Linked DNA regions of Zea mays: region 2 is linked to region 1. A link is a contact called in public Hi-C data. All regions are on one chromosome and are shown on one strand. The core of a region is the stretch at or near the end of the contact, and the rest is flanking DNA. Distances in the headings are between cores, read along the strand shown. Region 1 holds the start of LOC100274153. Region 2 holds the start of LOC103640766.

What was found. A called contact is a pair of places that touch in the nucleus more often than the background predicts.
Region 2: a contact with region 1 is called in a Hi-C map of ear, with 3 times the contacts expected there. The contact joins the promoter of LOC103640766 here to the promoter of LOC100274153 in region 1. A contact is called at or near these places in 8 of 25 Hi-C or Micro-C datasets (ear, leaf, root tip and 1 more).

What each region holds. Positions count from the first base shown.
Region 1 is chr10:5,344,465-5,349,181 of Zm-B73-REFERENCE-NAM-5.0, forward strand. It overlaps LOC100274153, which reads right to left and starts at 3,254. Exons shown (of 15, transcript NM_001148531.1): 1 at 3,048-3,254; 2 at 2,829-2,934; 3 at 2,333-2,400; 4 at 2,146-2,247; 5 at 1,721-1,873; 6 at 1,553-1,630; 7 at 1,313-1,438; 8 at 443-545. The coding sequence starts at 3,221.
Region 2 is chr10:5,529,143-5,534,035 of Zm-B73-REFERENCE-NAM-5.0, forward strand. LOC103640766 reads right to left here and starts at 3,504. Exons shown (of 4, transcript XM_020545559.2): 1 at 2,670-3,504; 2 at 1,093-2,589; 3 at 40-997. The coding sequence starts at 2,723. The coding sequence ends at 455.

The DNA.
Region 1 (4,717 bases), core at 2,004-4,503:
GACCATATCATCAAAAAAAGGTAAGTTTGCAACTCAAAAAAAATTGAGATTTATATCACAGAATGATACGTCCTGCTACTTATATTGTGCGCCTTATGCTTGCACTCCTATGAGAAGAAAGCAAGAAATCATGAAGAACATTAATAAATGTGACATGAAAAATGTGGGAATCCAAATCCAGATGGGGAAATACAATAAATGTATACACAAGAAACTATGAAACAGTCAAGTTTCAACCTGTGAAATTCTTTTCCTAAAACATGGGCAGAGAATTAGGCTACAAAGTACAAACATATTAAGTATAAAACGATGATGAAATAGAGACCTAAACCCAACTTTAGAATAACAAGAATTAGGTAATCTACAAACATATTAAGTATAAAACAATGATGAAATAGAGACCTAAACCCAAATTTAGAATAAACAAGACGCAGCTATATACCTGCAGCTTCTTGGCCAGTCATGGCATCAACCACAAGAAGAACTTCTGTAGGATTCACTGCTTTTTTTACTTCTTTCAACTCATTCATCATTGCTTTATCTACCTAGTGACACAAGATTAATCAGATGAATTAACATCAGTGGAACTGATCAAATTCACTGCAAAAAGTATGAAGGGCAGGGGCAGCAAGCTGCCAGTACCCCAATCATAAAGAAATTTAAAACGAAAAGTTTAAAACTACATTGACATGCATCAGTTTAGCAAAAAGGGAAGTACTAGATTGAAATTATGCTATGAAGACAGTTTTATGTTGTGAAACACTTATTTTCACAGAAGCTCGTGATAGATTATTTGTTGATTTACTTTAAAATATTATAATGGAGCTACCACTTTTTGGTTGAAATATTATTTTAAGATTCAAAGAAGCATAGGACAATATCAAAATCTCTGTTTGGCTGAATAGCATTTTGAGTTGAAATATTATTTTATGATTCAAAGAAGCCATAGCATTTCTATTTGGCTGAATAGCCTGTTGTATAGTTCTGCTGCACTTCTTGACACTTCTGTATTGTTTCTTATCTTTATATTCTTTCTGTATTTATATAATACCACAGTAGGGCATTCCCCTACTGCATGTCTCTCAAAACAGAATATCAACATCTCATTCAAAGTCAACATTTCAGACCATTTTTACCAACTTGATTCCTTACAAGAAAACAAATAGTGCAATTTAACCACATATGTAAAGTACAGCCTAAAATTTTCAAAGTTCAGTATGATTATGACCTGGATCCAAGATATTACATAGTTGCCCTTTATCACAAATGAAACAGATCAGTGGAACAAATATTGAAGCAACATGTGTATGACCTGCAGTCTTCCAGCCGTGTCCACTATAATTACATCAGCCTTATTGACTTTTGCCTCCTTCAAACCGTTTTTGGCTATTTGTGAAGGTTTTGCTTCAGTTCCTTCTGAGTAAACTGGTACACCAACCTATCAACATTCAAATGTTTTCTACTGAAGAATAAGTTATAGCAGAACATTCAAGCAAGTGTCTATTCTAAAAGAGGCAGAACATGCATCAATGGCAAGTTCTACAGTTTTTACCTTTTTACCCAGAATAGTGAGTTGATCAATAGCAGCAGGCCTGTAAACATCTGCAGCAACTAGCATACAGCTCTTGCCCTGTAATCTAAGACTGGCTATAAGTAACAAAAGACTATAGATGAATTATAAAATGTTTAAATAGTTAAAGTACAGGCTTAAGGAAAATACCAGTTTTTTGAGATAGAAGGCAAGCTTCGCACAAACAGTAGTTTTTCCAACACCTTGCAGACCTGCCAATAATATAATAGTTGGCCCAGATTTTGCAAACACCAAATCTGATACCTCCCCGCCCATCAGTTGTACCAGTTCATCACTCACAACCTGCATCATTGAGATAACTTACTCAGGCTTCTAAGCACATGAAATAGCTGATGAAGAACACATTAAATAAGTCGATGCTAAGCACCATTCTTTTTATAGGATTGCCTATGTGCACAATATATCATATCCATTAATTCATCAGCCTCTCGCAGAAAGGAAAATGAGAAAAAATTTGGTAACCATGCAATTAAAAGATGGCTAAGAAGCCAAAGTCAAACAAGTCTATTGCATGTACAATACTAGAATGGCATGTTTCTACGATATGGGTATACCTTCACCAACTGCTGGTCAGGTCGGACACCTCGGATCACATCGGTGCCTACAGCCTTTTCACTTACAGACTCAATAAATCTTCTTACTACTGGCAAACTTACCTGCAAAATAGGTTCCACATCAGATTATGAAGGGGAGAAGAAAGAATAAAAACAAAAATCATGCAGAAGTACAAATCAGACATACATCGGCCTCCAAAAGTGCTCTTCTGATATCCCGCATTGGTTCAGCTATGTTTTCCTTTGTCAATACATCTTGAACCACACAAAAAAAACATATTGCTTAATGAAAAATTGAGCCGAGTTATAGAGGATGCAGACATAAATAAAGAATGCAATGTAAGAGCATATCAGCTGGTAACCTCTAGTAGAATGAAACACAAGTTATCCATGGATAATTTTGGTATAATAAAAATGGGTTTTTCTTTTGTTGCAAAAAAGACAGTTTTGATATCTGCCCAAATTAATAAGACTAGATAGGCCATATATCTTGAATCACTGACCTAAATGGAACTGCAGGCGCATCTATGGATCGAACAAGCATTTGAAAAAAATAGCCAATAGATAATATCACAATTCCCACAGTTATTGCATTATATTGTATACCTGTTATGGTAATATCACAAATAGAGAGAGATTTGGAAATAAAATTCATATTCGTGGAAGCAACAAAAAATGCTCACCGACTCCCCTCAGCTTGTTCCAGGCGGACTCGAGGCCGGTGGTGAGCTGGCCAAACATCTCCGCCCGAACCACCAGCCCGCCCGCCCTCCCCCGCCGCCTCCATCCCTGACCTCACACAGAGCAAACAGGTAAAAATCGATTCCATCCCAGAATACGAAATTCTCGCCGAGGGAACGGAAGAAACGAAAGGCGGAGCAGTGGAGAGTGCTGAAGCGGACCTGGAAGGGTGACTGGTGCGAGCGAAGCGCTGGGCTCCGGGCAGCGCGGAGGTGGAGCGAGGTGGTAGCTGAGAAACGGCGGAGGCTGAGGGACGCAGCGGTCGCCTTCTCCGGCGAGCGACGTGCGGTGGCAAGGGACGAGGAGGAGAGCGCGAGCGCTGTCGTGGCCTCCATTGGGTTTGGGCAGGAGACGAGGTACGGGAGCAGTGTGTTCTGCGGAGGAGAGGGAAGCGACGAGGCGGATAAGAGCGGTTGGAAACTGATTGCCCTTCAGTTGGGCCTATCGGGCTTTTATGGGCTCGTAATAATCCTTTCTCTCGTATATTTGAGACAGCTCCACTGCGTATAGTTTCTATAAAATGATTGCCCAACTCCAATCACATATCTTCTCTTTCACATATCTACCTATCATATTTCTTCTTTACTTTTTTTTAATAATAGAAATATCATCCGACCTTGACCTCAAATGAGATTACGACCAATTATTACATTTAGCAGCAACATAGTCTAAGACTCCTCCTATAACCACACCAAAGAACACCAACTACCGAACTAAAACTACTACAAAGTTAAACGCCACGAAGACCCCAATACAAAGTTGCTGAAGAACTGTAGTAGCACCCTCTCCACGTTACAACATGAAGACTTAATTAACTCTTGGCCATCCCTTCTAGGCTGAAGGTGTGACCAGAAGCGGTATCAATATGTTGCCCTAAAGGTTACATACACATGATTTAGGAGATGATTTATTGAAAACCACATCATTCCTACTTAACCAAATAGCCCAACAAATTGCCGATGCAACGGTTATAGTAAGTTGTGTGATCTGGGCAGCAACTCACTCACCCAAACCCCAAACAAATCATTAGCATCCCGAGGAGGTCTCAACCCTGTACTTATTTGTAACAACTGAAAAACAGGTGTTTTATTGTCTCCGGTCTGCTACAAAAGCAACATATCTTATTACCATTCCAATGACTCTTAGCCAAGTTATCCTTTGTTAAAGTTACACCTCTTTTGAGGTGCCACATAAAAATTTTAATTTTCAAAGGAAGATTAAGTTTCCAAAGGTCCTTATTATACACCTCCACCCCATTGTTGAGAGATGCCCGATACAAGGACTGAACAATAAACATTCCATTGGAGGTCAAGTTCCATCTGAACGAATCCCTATTTGAATTCAAATTAGTATGCGATACCAATGATACCAGATGAAACCATTGGACGTAGACATGATCTTTTAATTAGAAATCACTTCTTCGTCTATCTTTAAATATAGTGCCACATCATTTATTTCTGATTAGTTGAATCCTAACTAATAAACATACTATGTGGTTTATGGGTTGGGAGTACCCTAACTGTAATTGTTCATAAGACAAAAAATGTGATGGGTAGCAACCTAATCATCTATCATTGCATATATAGGCACTTCAAATGACATACTAAGATGGTAAGACAAATGCTACGCCAAATATCTAGTATTAGAGATACAATCATATAGGCAACGGCTATAAACAATCCTCTTTTATAACTTTAAGTCTCGTTTGGATGTACATGTATCCAACTTAATCCATATAGTTTGCATTCTAATATGTGTGGTCTAAGATAAATACATGAACACCCAAACAAACTCGTACATGTTATGTTAGTACATCCTAAATTATCCGCTG
Region 2 (4,893 bases), core at 2,254-4,753, 180 kb after region 1:
TTTTCATTGAAAATGCAAAATAAATAGTGAGTCACATACCCTCGTGTACTTAGCTCCCTTCCTAGGCTCCCAATCAGCTCTAAGTGGCACTCCACATCCCTTAACATTGTGACCATAAGTGTGGCAGTTGGAGCATTTCACTGCAGCCCTTTTTGAGGCTCTTGCCTCAACATGAGGTTCTCCTTTCGCTCTAACTCGCTTTTTCTTTGGTCTTCCAGGCTGGGCATGATACAATGGAGGATCCACATCTGGCAAGTCTGTGCTTAACCATTGCCTTTTGTCTGGCACAGGCATAATCATACCCTCATATGTGGCTACATATTTCTCCCTAGTGAAGAATAATGACATATAATTTTCTGGCTTATGTTTGAACTCGTGGATAGCAGCCACGGCATGTAAGCATGGCACTCCAGTAACATCCCACCTATAGCATCCACATTTCTGATTGTTGAGATCAACAAGATATTGACTGTCTCCACTCGTGACTTGCCATATCCCACGCCCAGCACAGACAGCCCTGCAATATGAAGCATTTTTTTTTCTCAAACTCAAGCTTTTTCTGATAATTTGGAGCTATGAACCATGTGTCCTTCTCTGCACCATCTCTTTTGATATTAATAGACTCCATCAACTTAGTCCTAATGTGCTCCACCATCGTGCAAACAGGTTCTTCTCTCGCCTCCAAAATCCAAGCATTGTATGACTCGCTAATGTTATTAACTACCAAGTCAGTTTTAGCATGGGGGCTAAACCTATGCCTTGACCTGTGCTTGCTATCAATGTCAGACAACCATCTCCATGCTCTAGTGTTCTCTTTCTTAATATAATCCATGGCGTGTTTAAAATCAAACTCTTTGTACGCATATGCAGCCCTATCCATTAGCTCCTTCAGTCGGGGACTCTTGAACCCAGCCTTTGAAAAATTAGCATACAAGTGCCTCAAACAGTATCTGTGCTCTGCATGTGGGAAAATGGCCCTAACACCATCTTTTAGACCCTGCATACAGCAAAAACAAATGATCTAAACAAAACAAGAATCACACATAAAGCAAACCAAATGAAAAAGCACAATTAACTAAACAACAGCAGCACCTTTTGCCTATCACTCATAATAGTCCAGCCACCACAATGCTCTCCTTGCCCAATGGCCTGCACCAACAACTCCAGAAACCATGTCCATGAATTAGCATTTTCAGACTCTACCAAAGCAAACGCTATAGGAAAAAGATTGTTGTTTGCATCCCTTCCTTGTGCTGTTAAAATTTGTCCACCATTTGGCAGTTTGACATGGGTGCCATCTAACCCAAAGAAAGGTCTACAACCAGCTAGGAAACCTTTTACTTGAGCATCAAAGGACACATACATCCTCTCAAATCTAGGATTTATTGCTCGTGCTGGATCCACAAAGCATTTTATCACAATGCAGCTTCCAGGATTAGCAGATAACACTGTGTGAGCATAATCTTGTATCCTCCTATATTGTTCATGGTAGTCACCACCAATCTTCTGCACTGCATATCTTTTCGCTCTATAGGCTTTGGTAAGTGAGATCCCCACCTGTGTGTCCCTAAGGACAGTGTCCCTAAGTGACTTAACTCGCCAATCTTTCTCGCTTCTAAAAAAATGCTCATATTCTATGCCAATCCATTTAGCATCCATTTGCTTCACTGTGTGACTTTTCCCACAAGTGTGGTCTTTTACATATTTCTTGATCTTGAAGGAACGACCATCTGGAAGTCTGGAGGCATAGATATACCAAGGACAGTCTACAGTTTTGCACTTTGCTGAAACTTGCACAGGATCATTCTTAGGCCTCATAACTTCTCTACCCTCACAAATGATCAAATTCTTTAGTGCCGATCTGAACTGCTTCACATCGGTAAAAACTGTTCCAACGTCCATAATTGGGTGTCTCATGGTAGCATCGTCAAACCTCACATAATCTACCCCGAGAGACCTATGCACATATATACCCTCATCATCAGAATTTACGGGACTGTGACCACCTTCATTTACCTCATTTGACAAATAAAACCTTGCATTATCAATTTCATTTATCAACTGTCCTGCAGGCTCTTTTTGAATTTGTTCCAAGTCATTGTTATTCTTGACCACATACAATTCTTCATCCCCTTCATCAGTTTCCCATGCGTCATACTCTTCATCTTCTTCCCATACATCACCTTCTTCACCTTCCCATGCATATCCTTCTTCACCTTCTTCACCTTCTTCCCATGAATATCCTTCATTGCGATTGATATTTTTCCTACCATCTGTCTTTGACATTCTAGGAGGTTTCAAAATGAACAATTTGCACACCTTTAGGCCCTCATGATCCTTCATCAGTTGTTGTACATGTTCTGCACTATCCATCAAAACAAGGCCTTTTGGTGCCGTATGACCAGGTTTCAAATAGTACAAGGTGGTATTTCCTTCGTAACCATGATACACAAGATTTTCCTGCATTACAAACCAATCAACCCCTTGTGGTTCCATAAATCTCATGTAACCAACCCTTCCACCAGAATAACCATCTATGCTACCATCAAATTTCACTCCAACATGCACTTGAAATTCCATACAAAGGATCTGCATAGTCAAAAAAATGCAGAAAACAATTGATACAACAAATAAAATCGCTTGCTGCAGTAAGCATACAAAGGAAATACCTGTGGTCTAGGAGAGGACAGATTGTCGTCGTCCTCAGAGCCAGCAGCAGCCATTGCGCACGGTGGTCGTCGTCGTCAAGGGTTTAGGGTTAGGGACAACGAGTTAAACAGCAAGGGAGAACAAAATGAATCGACAAGGGTAAAAGCGAGGAAAACGAACCTTCTGCCTGTTCGAGCCGATGGGCTGCGGCTCCATTACAGGACATCGGCGAGATCCCGGGGCCCGATCTGAGGACCGCTCGCGCCAGCGTCGGGGGCTCGCCTGTGCAACGGGATCCCAGGGCCCGATCCGATGTCGCCGCCGGGGAGCCAGCGCCGAGGACCGCTGGCGGTGCTGGGAGCCACTCATCGCTCGTGTGAGGTGCCCGAGAGGTGCTGGGAGCTGGTGAGCGGCTCGTGTGCTGGCGGTGCTGGGAGGAGCCGCTCATCGCTCGTGTGAGAGCCGCTAATCAGCCAAGCCCAAAGTCTGTGAATTGAGCCATTAATTACAGATTGAGGACCTCCCTAATTTGTAGGGGGGAGTTTGACAGAATAAAAGTTGTAAGTGGGTATTTGAAAACACCCCAAACTTGCAAGTGGGTTTTTGCAGTTTTCCCTAATTTAAATTGATGGAGGTGAAAAAAAAACATTGTCTGTGGCTGCTGCAGCAGGTTGCAGTGCACTGCTGTTGGCTTGGCTGCTGCAAGCCTGCAACCAGCTTGCTGAACACCCCGCAGTCTTGGACAGAGGGTACTCAAAGCCCCGACTGGCAATGGATCTTCTCTCTGCTGCGTACGGCGGTACCTCCGACGACGAGGATGCTGCTGACCCACCCTTCTCCACGTCGGTTGCCACTGGGTCCGCCTTCTTTGCTCCACCTCCCCTGAAGCGGCCATGGTGGGAATCTCACAGATACCTCCCTCCAACCCATTGCTTACCGCAACAGCCCCTGCTCAAGACAGCGGCACCGCTGGCATCTCCATCCAGCGGCAGGTACGTTTCCAAGAGGGAGCGTGCTCTCCTGCCTTCATCGCAGGCACATGTAGAATCCGGATCACCGCTGCCTCCGCTGACGGGAGTGGAGTTTGATTGCACAGGTGAGCTTTCTGGCCCCTCGTTGCAGCAGATTTAAAGATGCTGATTATCCTAGTATAAAATTCATCCTGGGTTGCTGATTAGCTGCTCTCATGGGAAGACACCAGCTTCACCAAACTGCTGGCTAGGTTCAGGATAGTTTTGTGTGATCGGTTCTGACATACATTGATTTTTCAATAGTATAGTGGATCCCAGGATGAATTTAATCGTCCATGATTAGATATCTGAAATGGTTTTAACTGTTTGAAGAACAACGTTCTGGGGCCTTGCATAAAGGCTGATAAGAAACTTGTTTCATATTTTTTGTATGAAGGCTGATAAGAAACTTGTTTCATATTTTTTGTATGTGAGAAAACCGAAATGCTTTGTTTCAAGAGTCCTGTTTTCTGTTATCATGATGATTTCACGAGGAACTAGGGATTGGCATATTTTTAGTTTTTTTATATGTTGCTCGAGCAAACCATTTTCTACCCTCTGTATTTTCTACCCAAATGTAGGAGCTGATATTTTGCATTCCTTGCGATGCCAACCGAAGCCTGAACGACCTCAGGCTCTAAACTACCGTGGAATTTGCTAACAATGTGCTCACTAGAGCAGAAAGCAGATTCTAAGGCGACAGTAGAGACTTCTTGTTGTTGTACGACATTTGAATGCAAGCCTGAACGACCTCAGGCTCTAAACTACTGCGGAATTTGCTAACAATGCGCCCACTAGAGCTGAAAGCAGATTCTGAGACGACAGTAGAGACTTCTTGTTGTTGTACGACATTTGAATGCAAAGTGTGGACACAACGACTCGATGAAATCAACAAAGAATTCATGTTCAACCATCTTAAAGGGGTAGTCATGCATAATGATGGCCTTATAGAATTTAGTTAGGCTTTCTTAAGGATCAAACTTGAAATTTTGAATAACTGTGCTATTACCTGCACCACTCTGAAGATGCAATTCTTGTTGCCCTCTAGTTAATTGGTGCTTTGCTTTCATATGATTTTAGAAGACAGTTGTGCCCTTTGAGAACTTACCACGAGTTTTGAATGAGCACTTCTTGCATTTTGCCCAAACTTCCTTCTAACGTTGCCATTATCTCCCTTTTTCCACTATGGACTTGGTGAAGTGCTCCCAAGCCTCCAATGTGTCCTTTTTCTCTC